Linked DNA regions of Oryza sativa: all the other regions are linked to region 3. The links are chromatin contacts, called in public HiCAR-type maps. All regions are on one chromosome and are shown on one strand. The core of a region is the stretch at or near the end of the contact, and the rest is flanking DNA. Distances in the headings are between cores, read along the strand shown.

Region 1 (3,333 bases), core at 173-2,672, 240 kb before region 3:
CCCAGTTCATCAGCGCAAATCTGAAACCCTGCAGCCTTGACTTCTTCAGGAACAACATACTCACTTCGAAGTGAAAGACCTGAGTATTTGTATTTTTGATGGCATGTTTATTAGGTACTAAAAATGGTCAGAAATATAAGAAAATACCAAAACAAGGCACGTTCTACATTATGAAACAGCATCCAATCATTACATGATTACCCTGTATAAACTGTAGTGCAGCTTTCGATACCAGCACCGCAACCCGCAGTTTCTCCTGTTAAAACCATCCACAGTACGAAATTCAGTAACCTCTTAGAATTAAGTGCGAAAAATAAGCTTAGCACGCTCTAGGAATGCAGCAGCGTGAGCACCGAAAACCTTCCAACTATAACTTCTCGAAAATCCATTCGTGAGTGCGAAGCTACTACATAGCTGCACTCTGGAGTCAATTAAGGAAAGGATAGTAGGCTCTGATCGACGGGCTTGCTACACAATGTTCACAAGAAAAGCGCCTACATGCAGATGCTCCGATCTTGCGAACCGGGTTTCCTAATTCCCAAACCATAGCGAGTATACTAAAATCAACACCACCGCAATACATGTCGAAAGCGATGAAGCAACAAGGATCCCCTCCTATAGCTCAGCAACAGCCATCACTATCAGACTCCGCAATTTCTCGCTGCAACAGCCGCATCCATATCCACAAAATTGCTACTAATTTGCTACTACTTGCTAAGCTCAAGATCCTCCTCCTACGCACACAGTGTGCAGCTACAAACACTAGTAGTTGGTGGAGATGAGATCACATCACACACACACACACACACACCAACTGCCCCCAACTCCAGATCGCTCTGCAGGATGGATAAGAAAAACCCTAGCAACCTCGGCGGCGAGGTCCCAGATCCCAGAGCGAGCGAGCGAGCGGGAGTGGAAGAGGAGGAGGAGGAGGAGGAGGAGGGAGTACGTGGTTGGCGTGCTTGATGGCCTGGGCCTCGCCGCGCTTGTCGAGGTTGGCGGTGAAGCGGAAGCGGCGCTTGGGGTTCTTGACGACGCCGCAGAGCTTGCGCCACCGCCGGAGCGCCTCCTCCGACGAGTTCTTCGCCTTCACCCCGCCGAAATTCTCCTCCAGGTAGCTCTCCATCCTCCTCCTCCCACCTCCACTTCAGATCAAATCCACAAGAAAAAAAAGAAAAAAGAAAATCCCAGGTTGCAGCACGCAGTAGCTGGCTGGTTGCGGCTGCGGCTGCGGCTGCGGCGAGCTCCCTCCCTCCCGGCGGCGTGGCCGCTCCGGCGAGGGGATGAGGAGGAGGAGGAGGTGAGGTGGAGGTGGAGGTGAGCAATGGCGGGGTCGTTGGGTCAAAGAGACGACAAGAGGCTTTTCCTCCTCTCTACTGACCACACTATTCTCTTCTCTCTACTGCACCAGTCTTTGAGACCACTTGTGTTATTATGAAAAATACTATTCTGTCCTCATCCATGATATCGTTAAATTTTCACGTAACGTTTGATTATTTTATTTTAATTAAAGCTTAGTGTATATATATATATAAATATATGATGCATATCCTTTACAATACTACTGATGCAGTAGCAGAGGCTGACACATGGGTCCACATATGGGTCCGGACCCATATGTGGACCCACGTGTCAGCCTCTGCTACTGCACCAGCAGTATTACAGATAATCCCTGTTAAAAAATATAAGTTAGTTTCTTTATTGATAAGATAATTTATAATAAAAAAATTATATGTTCTTTTAGTATAATGTTATGTGAAAAGTCAACGACGTCGTTAAGGACGAAACTCGAGATTTTAGTTTCTTCATTGATAAGTACTGCCTGGACATTTTCCTCACAAACTCGAGATTTTTCTTTCTTTCCTCCTTCTGTGGGTTCAACTATTCATAGTCATCTTTAAGCGGAGGATGTACATAATTTTCGAATTTTTAACATTCAACGTTTGTGAAAAATATTACGGCTCTTTAGAATATCGTAATACACCAACGGGCAGCGGCTGGTTGAGTAAAAATGGAAGCGATCAACAGACATATTTGGATTTCCGAGACCGGTCTAGATTAAGCTAAGACAGGTTATCAGATTTGCACCAAAAAAAAGAGTTAGCGGTCAAGTGGTCCTGGACTCCTGGTCATGAATTTTATAGTTAAGAGGGCTAAAGTTTAAGAAAAATCTTGGTGTTGTGTGTCTAATTTTCATCGGTCAACACAAAGTCGCTTTCAAAAATAAAACCTGTTAGAACAGGCACATAAAAAAAAGGTTACTTTTTCCCTTGATACCATCCACCAATTATGAAAAAGGCAAAAAGAACCTAGAGATTCTATTCCTTTTCCTTTTGGAAAAAAAACACATAACTTTTTTCACAAAGGAAAAGGATAGGAAACTTCATCGCAAAAAAGAAAATGCATACATCCAAAAAAACACGCCGAAAAATCAAACTTTTGGAATTATTTTTATTATCTTTTTTTAAAAAAAATATGGGAGCCTGAACACGCATGGAACGACAATTAAGAAAGAGCGCATCACCTCAAGATCCGGATCGCTTTGCACTAAAAAAAATCAATCAATCCATGTCTTTGGTCGTGTGTGTGTCAGTCAGTCTCTCCTTTTTTTTTTACTAATAATTATAAAAAATCATCGTGTCTTTGTTTTTGCGATTACAATTTACAAATACACTTTTAAATTATAAACATGTTCACGCGTTTTCGGACACATGACCGGTCGGGCCGGCCATGTGATGCTCGCCACCAATCATTGATGCGAAAAATGCCAAACTTTCGTTGATTGACAGCTCTGAATTATTTATTAACCGTATTGTATACTTGAATGACAGTTTAATTTTAGTGTTGTTCTTGGTGACCGTGCTAATGGACTTGGTTAGTCAACAAGATTTGTACAGATGCTTGATGGAGAGGCATGAAAGGTATTGGGTTAAGAGATGAAAGAAATGTTTCGGTCCAGGAAAATGATAGGAGGCCTTTTTGTCACTGTTTAGAAAATGGCAGAAATTTTAAGACACTGATACTCAAATCTTATGGATAGAAAAACATGTAAAAACTACAGAAATGATTGTTTGAATGGAGCAAGAAAAATACATGAATAAGAAAAGATAGGTAGACGTTAATCAATTTTTCCAAAAGATTCGATATCATGTTGAAAATCTTCCCGAAATCATCTTTGTTTTTTAAAGGATTTTCCTTAGGAGTACAATCGATCAAAAGTCCTATAAAATTCTTTTGTTCCAAAAACCCTCCGTAGGATTTTTACAGGAAACAACTCAATTTATGCGAAATTCCTCAAAAATCCAACATTCCAAAAGAGGCTGAAATTTATAG
Region 2 (3,262 bases), core at 109-2,608, 210 kb before region 3:
CAATTTTGACCAAGCAGGTAGCAGTAGTGAAGAACAAGACGGAAGCATCAACCTCAACTTTACCTAATTGCGCACAAAAAGCACACAATAATTTTGCAGGTTTTACACCCTAAGCCGCCACAATAATTGAAGGAAAAAGATGTGAAACCCTTCTCTTTTCCTTTTTTTCACACGAGGAATCGAATCGAATCGAATAATTTTTGCAAAAAACACGCAAAATTTGATGATGATTTGTTGGTTACCTCGGATTTTGTGATCCTTGAAGATTTCCATGGCGAGCGTGGTCTTGCCGCTGCCGCCCATGCCGCAGATTCCGACGGCCTCCCACCCGCCGCCGCCGCCGCTCATCACCATCTCCTTCACCTTCTCTTTGCCCACCCTCACGCCGCCGCCGACCATGCTCTCGTCCTCCTCGTCGTCCGGGAACGGGAGCTCCACCTCCATCCCCACCGCCATGCCCTTGGTCGGTGGCGTATCCATGGCCATCATCGCCATGGCCTTGGGCGGCGGAGGTGGTGGGGGGAGAGCGAAGGGGAGGGAGATGGCGGGGGGTGGAAGGGCGGTGGCCGCGGCCTGCTGCTGCTGCTGCGCGGCGGCGACCTCCTCGACGCGGCGCTCGAGGCGGCCGATGCGGGCGTCGGCCTCGTCGCGGAGGCGGCGGACGCCGTCGAGCACGTGGGCGGGGGCGTGGCGGGAGAGCCAGCGCGCGATGGCGGTGTCGGCGGCCTCCATCCGGCGGGCCAGCTGGGCGGTGCGGTACACGTTCCACCGCGGCGCCGACGCGGCGCGCCGCGCCAGCTCCAGCGCCTCCCTCAGCTGCGCCGCCAGCTCCGCCAGCTCGCCGGCGCTCCGCCCGTGCCCCCACCCTCCTCCCCCCTGCGCCGCCTGCGGCTGCACCAGCGGCAGCAGCGGCTCCACGTTCCGGCGCAGCCGCTCCGCCGTCGACCTGCAGAAGAACGTCCCCCTCACCGCCCGCAGCAGCTCCTTCACCGCCTCCCCCGCCAGCTCCTCGAACAGCCTCTCCATGCCTCCACTTCTTCAAAATCAATCCAACACAATTCTTTCCCTGCCTCTTCTTCTTCTTGGATCTTGGGATGATGAAATCAATTGCAATCGAACAGAATTCTTTCTATTCTCTGCCTCGTCTTCTTGGATCTTGGATGATGAAATCAATTGCAATTGAACAGAATTCTTCCTCTTCTTTGCCTGTCTCGTCTTCTTGAATCTTGGATGATGAGATCAACTGAATCTCTTTGAAATTGTTTGTATCCCTCTCCCTCGTGTTCTTGGGGGTGGCTTGGCTCAGCCGGGTAAGTGGTGGGTGGTGGCCATCGCCATGGAATTGAGGAGGAGGAGTTGGAGAAGAGTGGAAAAGAAGAATAAATATAGGAGGAGATGAGAGAGGGTTGGAGGGGTCAACCGCCGCGGCTACGGGTCACTGACACTGCCAGTTACCGTGTGGGGCCCACTGCTCAGTCAGTCTACCACTAGTATTAGTACACTGCACATTGAATTACTACTACTGTATTAGTGGGACAAACACTGTTCAAGGTTTAAGTAGAGGAGCTGATAGCTGACCTAAAGACTATGATCTGAGAGCATCTTTGATCTTGGCTTTGAGTCAAGGAGCAAAGCAATGGGTGTTAGGGGTATTAGCAGTATGCATTAGAATGGTTCAACATGTAACTTATGGGCATGGTGATGATGATTTTGATAGATTATGGATATAGAGAAAAAAATATCAGTTCATAACGATGAACTAAATATTATAAAAAGCGAACAAATAACTTTTAAAAAACGTATTTTAGAAGTGCGGCCCAAATAATCCATACCAACTCTATTAATCTCTTAGAACACGCCATTACAGTTTAATAGCTCTACCAAACGACATATTTACAAATGAAAAATAATTCGTGAATAAAACTTTTACATACGTGTTCTTAACAATCAAAAAACAAAGGCTGAAAAATAAACTACAATGAAAAAAAACCTCAAAATCAACTCTAAATTTAAGATTGAAAATTCAAATTTTGGCTAATAAATATAAGCATAAGCAAAAAGATGAAGCCCTAAATCTATTTATGCATAACGTATAACAGGGCATCAGTATGTATTTGTTAGCGATTAGCGAAGTCATTTATTCACCATTGGCATGTGAGGTTTCGCTCAGGGTGATGCTAGGAGGATAACCGGAAGAGTATCTTGCACCCAACAATTGAAGGTGGACAAATGGTATTCTAAAAAAAATGGTATTCTTTTCTCCGAGGGAACAGGAATAGAGCTCTTGCAATGCACTATAAAATAAAAGAATTGATTCAGTTTATAAAGGAAACCGGACCCAAAAACCTTACAACGACACGGTTAATTTTAGATAGGAGTTGGATTCCTTCTAGAGAATTTGTAGTAGGTCAGATGAATGCAGACTTATAGGTTAGCACGGGTGCAGTGGTGGAAGTAGTACGTGAGTACTAGATATATATGCTTAGGGTGAAGGAGGAGATGCGTCAAAGGCACCACAATGGTGGAGAAAAAAATGGATTCCCAATAATAATACAAGGAACCTAGCTAGGCAATGAGGACGTCGCCTTCGATGGCATTCCACCACACATCGCTTGCAGAATTTCACGTACGAGCATGTTAACATAACTAAGTGTTGAATTGGTGGTGCCGTTACGGTGACTTTGTCTATGGTGGTATTTTATGTGTGTGTGGTTGGGTGGGGTAATGATGATCATGATTGGCACTATAGTCTACTCCCTTCGTCTCAAAATAAACCAATCTCGTATATGATGTAACACATTCTAGTATGATGAATCCGGATATCTTTGTGTTGTATCCAGATTCATCGTACTAGTATGTGCCACATCCCGTATGAGGTTGATTTATTTTGGGACGGAGAAAGTACATCCTAGAAGGGGAGCCGAAACCACATCCGTTGAGTTGAAATTAAGATGCATGTTACTGAAGATAGTTTGTCACGCACCTTGCTTGGAAGATGATGTGCATCCTCGTCCGTATGATCCGAATGCAAAAAATTGTATCTATATATGCATGCACATGTACGTCTGTATGTGCGCAATATACATTACCTTACAAACAAAAAAGAAGAGGAAAAACAAGATGATCCCTAGCACATATGGCTATCCATCAAGCCATATTGTTGAAGAAAGTCATTGCCTACGCCTCCTTGCCTTTGATTTTCTTTTTCCCTGCGTCCACCTCTGTTGACTCTGTTTGCTATACTGCTAGAAAGAAGAGAAGA
Region 3 (3,639 bases), core at 789-3,288:
ACAATAGTTGATGCAAGCATGACAGTAGAACCCAGCATCACAAGATAGTGGAGGAATGCAAGTGCGGCCACCTGAACTGAAGGTAATATCAACAATAGTAATTTAGTGAGCACAAGCTTTATATGTCTTAATCATTTCTGCAATCGACATGAGTAATTTAATTTCCAGAAGTACATTTGATAATTTAAAAAAATCAAGATAGCACTTCATAGCGTTTTTGCCTGAACATCCTACTACTCTTCTAAGATTCTTTTGACAGAACTAGTGTGTTTGCCTCTATATTGCAGGGGATCTCAAATGAACATGTCAAAAGTTCCATGGTTACACAAATACAGTTATACTTACCTTCACAATTAAAATATTCACACTAGGTCAACCAGCAACTGCATATACGTATGTACTACAAAGAATTCAACATCTACATACATAAGCATGTAGTAGTACAAACAATAGCTATGTCTACATAGATCCATTCACTAAAGATCTGATGAAGTAGTGGGGTGTAAAGCAAATCATCACCACCACCAATTCCTTTTACTAGTCTATAAAAAATAATAGTAGCTACAACTCTCTGGAAAACATCAATAGTGTGCACCAGTAGACACCATAATCTCTTCAAATATTAGCAGGGGAGTGAAACAGGAGTTATGCTAAAAAAAAATCTTCAAATCAAAACACACATCAAATATCTCTGGACACCCCCCAATTCAAGAATCATACAAAAACAACACAACACAGAAGCTCCCCCACTCCAAAGGCAAAAAATATCTTGAGTCAAAAAAACCCCAACCAGCAGATACTCCTAAAAATCAAATCTCCCAAATTTTTAGGGATGAAAGGGAATATTCATCATATCCAATCCATTCACCAACCAACACAAAAACACACAAGGAAAGATAAAAAAGAGGAGGAATGAAGGGGTTGGGGTTTCCTTACCCCAGGAAGGGTTGGAGTGGACGCAGTAGGCGAGATGGTGGAACTGCTCGTGCGGCGGGAAGACGGCGCCGGTGCCGACGGGCGGATGCATGATTGGCTGCATCACCATCGGCGGCGGCACGGCCACCGGCGGCGGCGGCGGCTGGTTCATCTCCCCCATTAGTTACACCGACTGCTGCACATAAGAAAGAAACAATTTTTAGGAGTAGAAACCTAAAGACTCCCACCTTTCTTTCCCCCCTTTTTATGCTCATACGCCAATGAAAGCCTCACATTGATTGCAAGAGATTGGATGCGTTTCACATCAACAGAAATTAAATAAATTAAAAAAAGATGCAATTTAATGAGCAGCTACTACTGTTATTAATCAGAAGAGAACAAGCAGAGAAACCACTGGGTGAGAAGAACACTCCAAAGATTGCAAAGCTTTTTCTTAATGGCGACCTTTTTCAGAAGAAATCGCAGGGAAAAGAACACAAGACTTTCACCTTTACTGTTTCTTGTACTACTAACTTGTATCTTTATCCTAGTTTGCAAGACAAGACCTAGAGAAAAAGAAAGGAAGTAAGAGATACAGATTTTCTTGGAAGATTCATGGGGAAGATGCAAATCTTGTGGAATGGAAGACTAGACCCCATGTCGATTCCTCTTAGTTATTCCACAATTGGGGAGAAAGTGACAAGCAGAGAGAAACACTTCAGTCCTCAGAGATTTCTGCATGCTTTGTTCAAAGAACAAATCTCTAAACAAATGAAAGCGAAAACGATGCAAAGAGATAGAAAACCCCAAGGCCTCACATCAACACAATAAAATAAGGGGAAAATTACTCACCAGTCACCACCACTAGAGAAATATAAACCCAATTGGTAGCCCAAAATTAGAGCAAAATAAACTTACAAATTCAGAAAGCTCAAGCTCCAAGCTTCTTCTGCTTCTTCTTCTTCTTCTTTCCAGAGAGTGCAGATGGAGGAGAAAAAATTATATATATGTGCAAAAATATCAGCAGAAAGTCTTCTTCAACTTTTGTTTCTCCCTTTTCTTGGTTTCTTCTTATCTCCTTTCTATGGCTTTCTCTAGTATGGTAGAGTCTATCACCAGCGGCAGTGGCAACAAGACAAACACAAGATTTGTAATCTTGTGGGGAGCAAAGGGAGAAGATTGCAAACTTGAAGACTTCACCTTTATTGCCACACCCACACACACTTATCTTTCCCCACTATTTCTTCTTGATTACTCCACTAATCACACAAGCAAGCAAAACACAACACATGTGAGGGGGGGGAGTGAGTACTAATGCACTCTTGAAAATGAGAGGAGTTCAGTTCACTTCAGCTACTGGGAGGAGCCAAACAGTGTTTTTGGAGCCTTGGATGGATCTAGCTAGGACAACATTAAATCTTGTTTTCTTTTTTCTTTTAGTTTTTTGAGAGCTGTATTGAATGCAACAGATTCCAAGGATGGGGAGAGTGTCCTAGCATTAAAACTGGGGAGGAGCCCTGTGTCTGTGCATCTGTGAGCATGGTGGTGTGGGTTCTTCTGCACCATCTCCTTTCCTGGCTGGTTCCTCCTCAGTCATCAGTGTTCATTGTATTGGAAATTTGGAATGGATTAGTGGTGTCAACTGTCAAAGCATTTTTACAAAAATAACCAAATTTATAACCCTTCTGTTTACCTGGATTGAACATCACTTAAGCCTAGGCTTTAAAAAGTCTGTTTATTAACATATCATACACAAGAGTTTAAATTTTAAAAAAATTTAATATTTTGTAACATTATATTTTAAACTGCTAGTGACACAAATTTAAAAATTTTATTTATAAATTATTTTTTATTGTTTTTTTCATTTTCTACGGCTTATCAACCGTAGCTCGAACAGTCAAAGCCTATATGATTATATTACTTACTCCTAGATCACAAAAGGTACCAGTATCAACACAGTGATGTAGCTAAAGGTAAACTACTTTATGTGTGAGAGATTTTGTTGCTTGAAAGGTGAAAATAAATCAGCTCTTTTTATGTGAGGGGGTGTTTGGGAGGGAGGGGCGAAACTTTAGCCCCCTCTCTCAAAACCAAAAGTCCCTTTAACCCCTCTCTCAAAACCATAATCTTTGAAAAGATTTAAGGGGACTTATGGTTTTGAGCCCCTCTCTCCCAAACACCCCCTCAACTTGTAATGTAATCCCTGTGTAGTGCATGACACTACTACTCCAATCTTTTCAAAGATCATCATAGCATCATGCAGAAAAAAAGAATTTTTTTGTTGTAGAAGGATCATCACATGGGGAGATTGCTGTTTACTATTCTTCCCTGGCAACTTAAGCATGAGCTTTCAGGTAGTACTACTGTCACTACTACTAGTACTATACTCCGTTGACGACTTGCTGCATACTTTACTGTTCAGAGAAAAGGTTTTTGCTTGATTGACACACAAAAAAATAATGACACCGTTATAGACTGATGAAAAAAAAAACTGTGTTTGTCAGGATCCCATGATCCTGGCACTACATTTGCTCACAAATCACTTTGATTATGAACTGCCTTCTTTAATAATTAATGTCACACTTTGGTTAATGATTAGGGAGACCTAACCTTGTGGTGGACAGATCACATGAGTTGTGAAAATTTGGCCTATGTGCTATGGAATGAAGCAGATGAAGAGGCAAAAGGTACAGCTGCTAGCACAGCAGACAGACCATGGCATGT

What was found. HiCAR-type assays count read pairs that join an accessible place to other places.
Region 1: a contact with region 3 is called in a HiCAR-type map of leaf, with 2.7 times the contacts expected there. The contact joins the promoter of LOC4352664 here to the promoter of LOC4352654 in region 3. A contact is called at or near these places in 1 of 15 Hi-C or Micro-C datasets (leaf) and 1 of 4 datasets of contacts at active chromatin or transcription factors (leaf).
Region 2: a contact with region 3 is called in a HiCAR-type map of leaf, with 3 times the contacts expected there. The contact joins the promoter of LOC4352659 here to the promoter of LOC4352654 in region 3. A contact is called at or near these places in 1 of 15 Hi-C or Micro-C datasets (leaf) and 2 of 4 datasets of contacts at active chromatin or transcription factors (both in leaf).

Annotation. Positions count from the first base shown.
Region 1 is chr12:25,194,769-25,198,101 of ASM3414082v1, reverse strand. LOC4352664 (calcium-transporting ATPase 10, plasma membrane-type-like) reads right to left here and starts at 1,422. Exons shown (of 7, transcript NM_001423600.1): 1 at 950-1,422; 2 at 202-256; 3 at 1-79. The coding sequence starts at 1,126.
Region 2 is chr12:25,164,428-25,167,689 of ASM3414082v1, reverse strand. LOC4352659 (putative disease resistance protein At5g47280) reads right to left here and starts at 1,358. Exons shown (of 4, transcript XM_015764352.3): 1 at 243-1,358. The coding sequence starts at 1,026.
Region 3 is chr12:24,956,027-24,959,665 of ASM3414082v1, reverse strand. LOC4352654 (nucleobase-ascorbate transporter 3) reads right to left here and starts at 2,038. Exons shown (of 15, transcript XM_015764705.3): 1 at 1,834-2,038; 2 at 937-1,111; 3 at 1-71. The coding sequence starts at 38.